2 separate regions of the Arachis hypogaea genome follow, and region 2 is linked to region 1. The links are chromatin contacts, called in public Hi-C maps. All regions are on one chromosome and are shown on one strand. The core of a region is the stretch at or near the end of the contact, and the rest is flanking DNA. Distances in the headings are between cores, read along the strand shown.

The links. Hi-C and Micro-C count contacts between places; a contact is called where the count stands out from the background.
Region 2: a contact with region 1 is called in a Hi-C map of leaf, with 2.7 times the contacts expected there. The contact joins the promoter of LOC112721134 here to the promoter of LOC112720537 in region 1. A contact is called at or near these places in 2 of 8 Hi-C or Micro-C datasets (both in leaf).

The regions. Positions count from the first base shown.
Region 1 is chr11:22,193,361-22,197,357 of arahy.Tifrunner.gnm2.J5K5, forward strand. It overlaps LOC112720537 (protein MRG1), which reads right to left and starts at 1,281. Exons shown (of 10, transcript XM_072206590.1): 1 at 782-1,281; 2 at 65-118. The coding sequence starts at 807.
Region 2 is chr11:22,355,793-22,359,762 of arahy.Tifrunner.gnm2.J5K5, forward strand. It overlaps LOC112721134 (UDP-glycosyltransferase 84B2), which reads right to left and starts at 2,635. Exons shown (of 1, transcript XM_025772204.1): 1 at 1,289-2,635. The coding sequence starts at 2,635. The coding sequence ends at 1,289.

The DNA of each region.
Region 1 (3,997 bases), core at 31-2,530:
TCATGAAGTGAAGTAATTCATACGAAAATGACGAGTACTGAAACCAAGATGTAACAGAACTTACAAGGTAGTGAACAAAGTATCTCCATTCCTTCTTTCGGATCTCAGTCTTTTGCACCTGATGGTCAAACATGCACTAAATTATGTCAAAATGACCAAAATCTTTGCATTAAGTGCATGCATGTAGAGTGTAGAAAGACAAGACATCAACTCAAAGAAACCCTAAATTAACTCACAATTCAGCATCTTAATGCAATGTCGTATTCTCTAGTCTCAAATGAAAAAGAGAAGTGAGAATACTTATCCGTTACCAGCAGCAAACATTTACAATTAAACATTAAAAAAATACTTACTAAAACATTATTACTACTATACAATTATGATGGTGATAAAATCGCCACTAGAACTTCATAAATTATAAATGCAAAACCGCCAAGACCTTAGAAGAAGCTTTATCCTTCAAGAGAAAAAAAAAGTGTAATTCACAATTCAGTGAAGGCAATGAGAATGGACCATTTTACAGACACAACAAACAAATCCCCAACGGTGAAAAAAGCCTTGTGCGGAAATATAAGCAGTGAGCGACAACAAAGTCCTGTTTCTTTCTTTTTTTTTTTTTTTTAATTTAACAGTCACGGGAATGAGCAAATTCCAAAAACCAGAAAAACGACAAAAGGAAAAGAAAACGGAAATCGAGAAAAACGACAGCGTATTTGAAATTGGAAATTCACCAATAAAATAAAATAAAATAAAAGAGGATGAAATGAAAAGTTTGAAGTGCCTTGGCTTCGTAGATTCGAGGGCCATGGTAGGCGAGGACTCTCTCGCCCTCGGAGTAAAGGCTGGAATTTGCGGGCTGAACGTCGCCGGCGGAGGCGTCGCCGGAGGTGGCGGAATCGTCCTTGGACGAATTTCCCATCGTCGGAGTGCGGAGAGAGAAGGGCAAGTAACTGGGCGGGAAGAGACGCACTATTACAGAACAAAACCACTCGCTCGACCAATTGATTAATAAGGCAGTTTTAGTCTTGGTTGAAGGGTTTTTTTGTTTTCCTTTTTTTTCACTTCATTTTCTTTTTGCCTTTGTCTTCACTTTGGTTTGGATCACTTGTTCCTAGCTAGCAAGTAGCAACGCTAGTGAAACATTATTTCGTAATCGTAGAATTCGTAGGGATGCATGTGGTTATTTTTCAAAAGGACCTAAACACCAAATTTGTTCCCGTCGGCTTTATAACTTTTATTTCTGATAAATTTGTTTTTCTAACGAAATGAAATTGATAGTTTAATCATTAAATTTGAGTAAACTATTATTTTTATCTATAAAAAATTTAAATGCTGATAGATTTATCTATAAAATAATAGAAATTATATTCATAAAAAATAGATTTTATACGATAAAATTATTTAAATTCTAAAAATTATTTAAAAATTTTAAATTATCCTTCTTCTAATATTAATTTTTCCCATCCCTTATTCCCAATCTCTATTCCCATTGCAAATATGGTAAGCAAAACAATTAATTCCTAATATCATAGAAGATTGAAGGAAGTCGTATTGGGAGTGACCGTTGCTATTGCCATCGAGCAAGGAAAGAAGAGTGAGAGAAGCCTGAAACCGAGAAAGTGAGAGAGAACGACAAAATGCAACGAGAGAAAAGAAAGGGTATGTTGTCGCCGCCGAAGCTTTCCTCGGAGTCGCTGCTATTAGAGCTGCCACCGGAGGAGGATTTTGTCGTTGCCGTCGTAGTTGGAGGCACAGAGAACGAAGAGAGAGAGAGAGAGCTCAGGTTAGCTAGAGTGATAGATGGAGGAGGAATTGTTCCGCCACCACTGTACCTGCTGTTACTATCGACGAAGCTTATCGCTAGAGGCACTGTCCTTGCTAATGGCTCTAACCTTGACGGCCACAACATCACTATCAACGAGCGTCAGTACCATGGCGATTGCGGAAGTGATGGCCATGGCTTTAAAAGTGGAAGAGGTCGTAGATATGGTGGTGGTGGATTTGGTTATGGTTTTATGGTGTTGCTATGGTTCTATCTAATTTTTAACCTCTAAATCTGGTTGTTTGTTGGGAGGATGGTGGTGGTAAGGAGAAGGAGGCGACAGCAGTGATGGTTGTGATGACAGTAACACTGACGATTGTTGTAGATGTGGATGAGAGTTAGAGAAAAAGAATTTTAGTGGTGATAAATCCATAAAGGGAGTTAAAGATTAGAATGTGATAGATTAGGCTAAAAAAAAGTAATTTAGAATTATTTTTTAGGATTTTGAATAGTTTTGTTATACAAAACCCATATTTTATTGATACAATTTCAATTTTGTTGTTTCATAGGTATACTCAATTTAAAAACTAGCTCTTTTGATTAAGATATTTGATATATAATGACTACTATTAGGTTTCAGTTAGATTATGATATTAGATTTTAATTATGGTTTATGTATTGAAGTTTATATTGATTCTAGCTATCATTAAGCTATTTATATTTATGTTTTTAGGTTAAATCATTATTACTGCATCATTAATTTTGTTATAATCACAATTAAAAGAGGGTTATAAATAAGAACATTTAATATCATTTAATTCTACAATTGTCAATGTTAAAATCGAATAAGATTACATATATTAAAATAAACTCTCATCTAAATCCACTAACAACACCTACTCAATCTTCAACTGAGGCAAAAAAAAAAAAAAAAAAAAAAACCAAGAACATTCATGTCTAAACCTAGAAAGCCTCAACTACATCCTAAAAACTAAGAACCATGATTTGTAAAACTCAAGAAAAATCCCACCGATAGTAATGCAAGCCTCATTCCAATGGAACATATTTTTCCTGTAACACTATCTAGCTTCATCACAATTTTCATATCCTTGTTCTCATTATTTGCTCCTTAAATCATATTTGCATTTTCAGTACCATGGATGTCATCTTTCTTTGTCCCACTTAGAGTTTTGACCAACCCCATCCATTTTCCTTCAATTTCATCAACTCATATAAATTACTGACAATCTTTTGTCTACAAGTGAAAATAAAATAAACCCTAGGTATCAAGAAAATTATAGAACCATGAACAACATAGATTAACCTCGTACGTACCTTCCATTTGCAGGAAATGAATAAACCATTTTTCTGGATTAGTAACTGGGCTAGACTCGAGTACAACCACATGTCCATACCACGTTGCATTTGCCATCAACTTTGCTCTCATCAATCATCCATGAACTTGCAAAGCCAAAAGTACTGTTGCTACCGTTCGATTGTGTATACTTTAATTTACGCCTTGAATTTTTCTTTTTCGCTTTATCTTCAACATTGGGAACTGTTCTAAGGGTTATCTGAAATTGGGTTGTATTTGGGTCTGAACGTGAGGTCCAAGCTCCTTCTATGACAGCGGTTCGACTTGTATTAGAACCGAGGTGCCGCTAATGAGAGGAACTTTTGCGTGGTCTAGAATTTTGCGGATAAATCCTCGTTGCAAGTATAGTTTCTAAACCTTCAAAAGTCCTTTCATACAAACGTTTTGGTTGTCACAAGTAACAAACCCCTTTTAAAATTGATAACCGAGTATTTAAACCTCGGGTCGTCTTCTCAAGGAATTGCAGGGAAGTATGTTCTTATTATTGGTTATGAAGGTTGTAAAATCGGGGTTGAGAGTGAAGAATAAATATGACAAATAATTTAAATGGCAATTAAAATAAATAAATACTGTAAAGCAAACTTTTGGCAAGGTAAGAGAAATTGGAAGTCCAACTTAGTTATCTCTCTCAACAATAATGAAAGTTGAATCTTAATTCCACTTAGTTAACCTTTACTAAAGCAAAGGAAAGTCAAGGGAATAATTAGTTTGACCTTCCAATCCTATTTATTTCCTAAGAAAAAGTTGGGATTATTGAAGTTCAGTTCAATTAGCAAGATAGCGATTATCAGTTATGTTGAGTTTGATAATGTTGAGTTACTGATTTCTTAACCAAGACCAAAAGGGGAAAAAGTAAAATT
Region 2 (3,970 bases), core at 1,385-3,884, 160 kb after region 1:
TATAATTCTATTATCTATTTTTTTTTCTCACTTAGCGTCTCTTATCTACTAAGAAGCTTTCCTCTATTGGGATCTCACACAGAAAGAATTGGTAAGGAAGGCGAAGAAAAAAAAAAGGAGAAAGAAAAAAGCAAAGCCTTTAAATTAACCAGGATTAAATCGCACCCTACGATTTTCAGCTTAAAAAAATAACCGAAATACAAATTAGATGTACCCATCAATTTATGTTTTTTAAATTAAAAAAAATTACATACCATCTGTTTTATGACTTTTGAAATAAAAAACTAACTAAAACAAAAAAAAAAAAATTAAACCCTCTAATTTGAAATTTAGAAATCATTAAAAATTATTCTGCAAAAAATCGGATCAACCAATTTCAATTTCCTAAATTTTTATTTACAGAAAAAAGTAAACTGCAATGTGGGGCGATTTATTTTAAATAGAATTTTAAAAATGAAACTTCGTACTAAGAAAAAACACCTAAAAAAGCAACATGATTAGATTACACACGTTTGTAATCCATAATAAAAAAAAGTTGCCCGTATTTTATACTTTTTGTCAAAAAGAAAATATTTTTGATATAACAACTCTCATAATAACATTTAAAACATGATAGAAATAACAAAAATATTTTATTTTTATAAGTGATAAATGACTTTTGTATTTAAAAAATTAAGTGCCTTTGATTTTGAAATAATATTTGGATAATTATTTAAAAATTGAATACGTAAAAAAATAATGAAAATTTGATTTCTAAATTTTATATATTTTAAAAATATTTTTTGATATTGTAAAAAATAATCATAAAAAATATCTATGTGATGTAAAATAACCAAATTTTAAGAGTAAAATTATGTTATTTTTCTAATTATGCTATAAAAATTGTATAAAATATTTTAAGAGTACTTTTTCTGTTAACAAATTTAAGGGAACTTTTGCTAGTAATTTGATCATTTTGAGAGCATTTGTGATAGTTTACCAAAGTTTTTATGAAAGAATAATTCCAATATTTTAATTTGTAATAGTGCAAATTTTATTTCTTATTTGTATTTTATTACTTATTTGTATTATCACTAGTCTTAAATTTTGAATCTTACACTTAATATAAATAAGTGAAATGTTTAGATAATTAGCCAACACTTTCCAACATTACAACGAACGATTGAACTAATACAAACAAAAACAACTAGGATCGATCGAGATAGCATGATTTTATTTAGAAACGCAATATCATCAAAGGGAACAATGTCTCAAAACCATAACTTAATCCAATAATAATTGTAGTTTTTTATTTAGTAATTTCACTGATAAATTGTGTAATGTATTTATCAGCACTGCCACCTTGTTGTGCCGCTTTTTTTGCTAGTTCCTTCACCTCTAGTGCCCTCTTTTTAATCTCTTTAGCGTTGGGTCCATGTGTGACTTCCCAAATGCACCTTTCAAACTCTGGAGTGCTAGTAACACCATCTTCACCACACTTGACTCTGACCCCATTTCCAAATACATTAGTTATAAGCATGGCATCTGTAGGATGGTCAGAATAAAATGGAAAACCAACAACTGGCACCCCAGCAAGGATAGTCTCTATCATGGAATTAAACCCACAATGACTCACAAAACATGCAATAGAAGGGTGCATCAAAACCCTATCTTGCTGGCACCATTTCACCACCAAACCCCTCTCTTTGGTATCTTGTAGAAACTCAGGCAGCACTTCTTCGGCATCACCTTCGTTATTGAATGGGTTAAGCACCCATAAGAATGGCTTGTTGCTGTTCTTTAAAGCCATGGCTAAGTTATGTATCTGCTTTTTGGACAACACAACCAAGGTTCCAAATGACACATATATAACAGAGGAAGGTGGCTTATTATCTAGCCACTCTATGCAAGAGTCTTTAGCAGCATTATCAGTTTCCTTTTCTCCCAATAAAATTGGAGAAACAAGTGGTCCAATTGGGTAAATAGGGGTTAGCGAAGCCATGGACTTTACTATCTCTTCCTCAATCTCATAAATAGAGATCCCCATGACCCATTTCACCTTGTCAATTGATTTGAATAAATCAATGAAAACTTTTCTCAAGGTTTCAGGGGTAGAAGGAAGAATAAAAGAATGAACATCTCTGACCTGAAATGTTGGAAATCCTGGTAAGTGCATGTTTTCATTCAGGTCCTCCATGTTGGGGAATTCATCAATGCCCTTGAAGTAGCGATAGCAAATGGAGTAAACGGCAGAAGCTTGGATCCAAAGTAGTGCACAAGGAATACCATGCTCAACGGCAATATTTATAGCCCAATGGAAGATTGGGCCAATAATCATACAAGAGTAGTCCTCAACTTTTTTAAGATCAGAGATGAGACTTGATAGATTCTTGGAGCCTTCTGTTTCAAGAGAATTTATTACTTCTTCTGGATTACTACGATTGTTATCAAGGCTAAGCCCATCGGAAAAGAACTCAAAGCTAATGTTTGAGCTTTGTGAACTTGGATTGTTTCTTAGTATGCTATGGCGTGCTGCTTCTGTGGTTACAATGGTAACATGATGAACACCCTTCGAAATAAGGCGCTTAGCAACGTTTGAAACAACCCTGATATGACTTGGTAAACCCAATGAAATCACAATAACATTCACTCCCATGTTTTCTGTTGCCAATTTCTTTGTAACTTCAAACGTATATTTAAAGGGTTCACACTTCACACAATGGAGTAATATATCAATAGATATTGTATATTTTGGGCTCAGAAATATGACTCATATATTAGTATAGTGCCGGTATAAATAGTTGAATATGTGATATTCTTATGATTATTTGATATGGACATATTTTAATTGTATTTAATGTGGTATTCGAAATTTATTCATATAACTTAATTAAATTAAAATTGTATATAAATTAACTTTGAATATCATGTTAATTATAATTAAAAAATATCCATATTAATTGGCTATCACAATATTAATAGTGCCATTTAACTATTTACATCTACTAATAATTATTATACAAAAATTTTCCTAAAAGAATTAATAAAAGACAATTTTAAAAATGAAAACTTAGTTTATTATTTTAAATATTTAAAAAATATATTGGTTCATTCATTCCATTTTTTATGACGTGGGCAACTGTTATCATGAGATCACATCATTTTGGTCAAACTACAAGAGACAAATTTACTTAATGCACCAAAATAATAACTTTTTTTTCTTTATAGTATTTATCATATTAGAGAAATATTTTTACATTCAATGTATCTGCTTGTTATATATTTGAATATTCTATCTATATGTTTGGCTGAAATTGATTGTCATTTATCTAGTATCTATTATTGAAATCAGATTTTTTTAATTAATAACTAATTAATTATATTAATTTGTATAATTTTTTTATCTTATATATTTTGATTAATAATTTTTAAAAATATTATAATTAATTATTTATTTAATTTGGTTAAAATAAATATCAAATTATTTAATATTTTATTTAAATATATTAACTATAACTAATTAATTATATTAATTATTTGATTTGACTAGAATAAATGAATTAATTTTGCTTTTATTTGCATTAATTTTTTTTGTCTTATGTATTTTGACTTTTGAATAATAATTTTTAAAAATATTATAACTTTTACATGGCATATTTATAAGATATTATTTATTTATTTAATCATTTTATTGATACAAATAATTATAATTAATTTATTATATCAATTATTTAATTTAATTAATCCAAACATATGTTATTTGATTTAATTTATTGTCATGTTAATGTTTGATTTATTATTTACAAAAGATCTCTCTTTATTTTTTATTTGATCTTAAATATTTTGATTTTAAATTTTTATTCATTGTTTATATTTATTTTTTAATTTTAATATCAACTCTAATATTTCTATTAAAATTTTCTTGTAATTTATTGTCTAAATGTCTAATATCAATTATATAGATGTAAATATTTCTTCAATTTATTAAAAA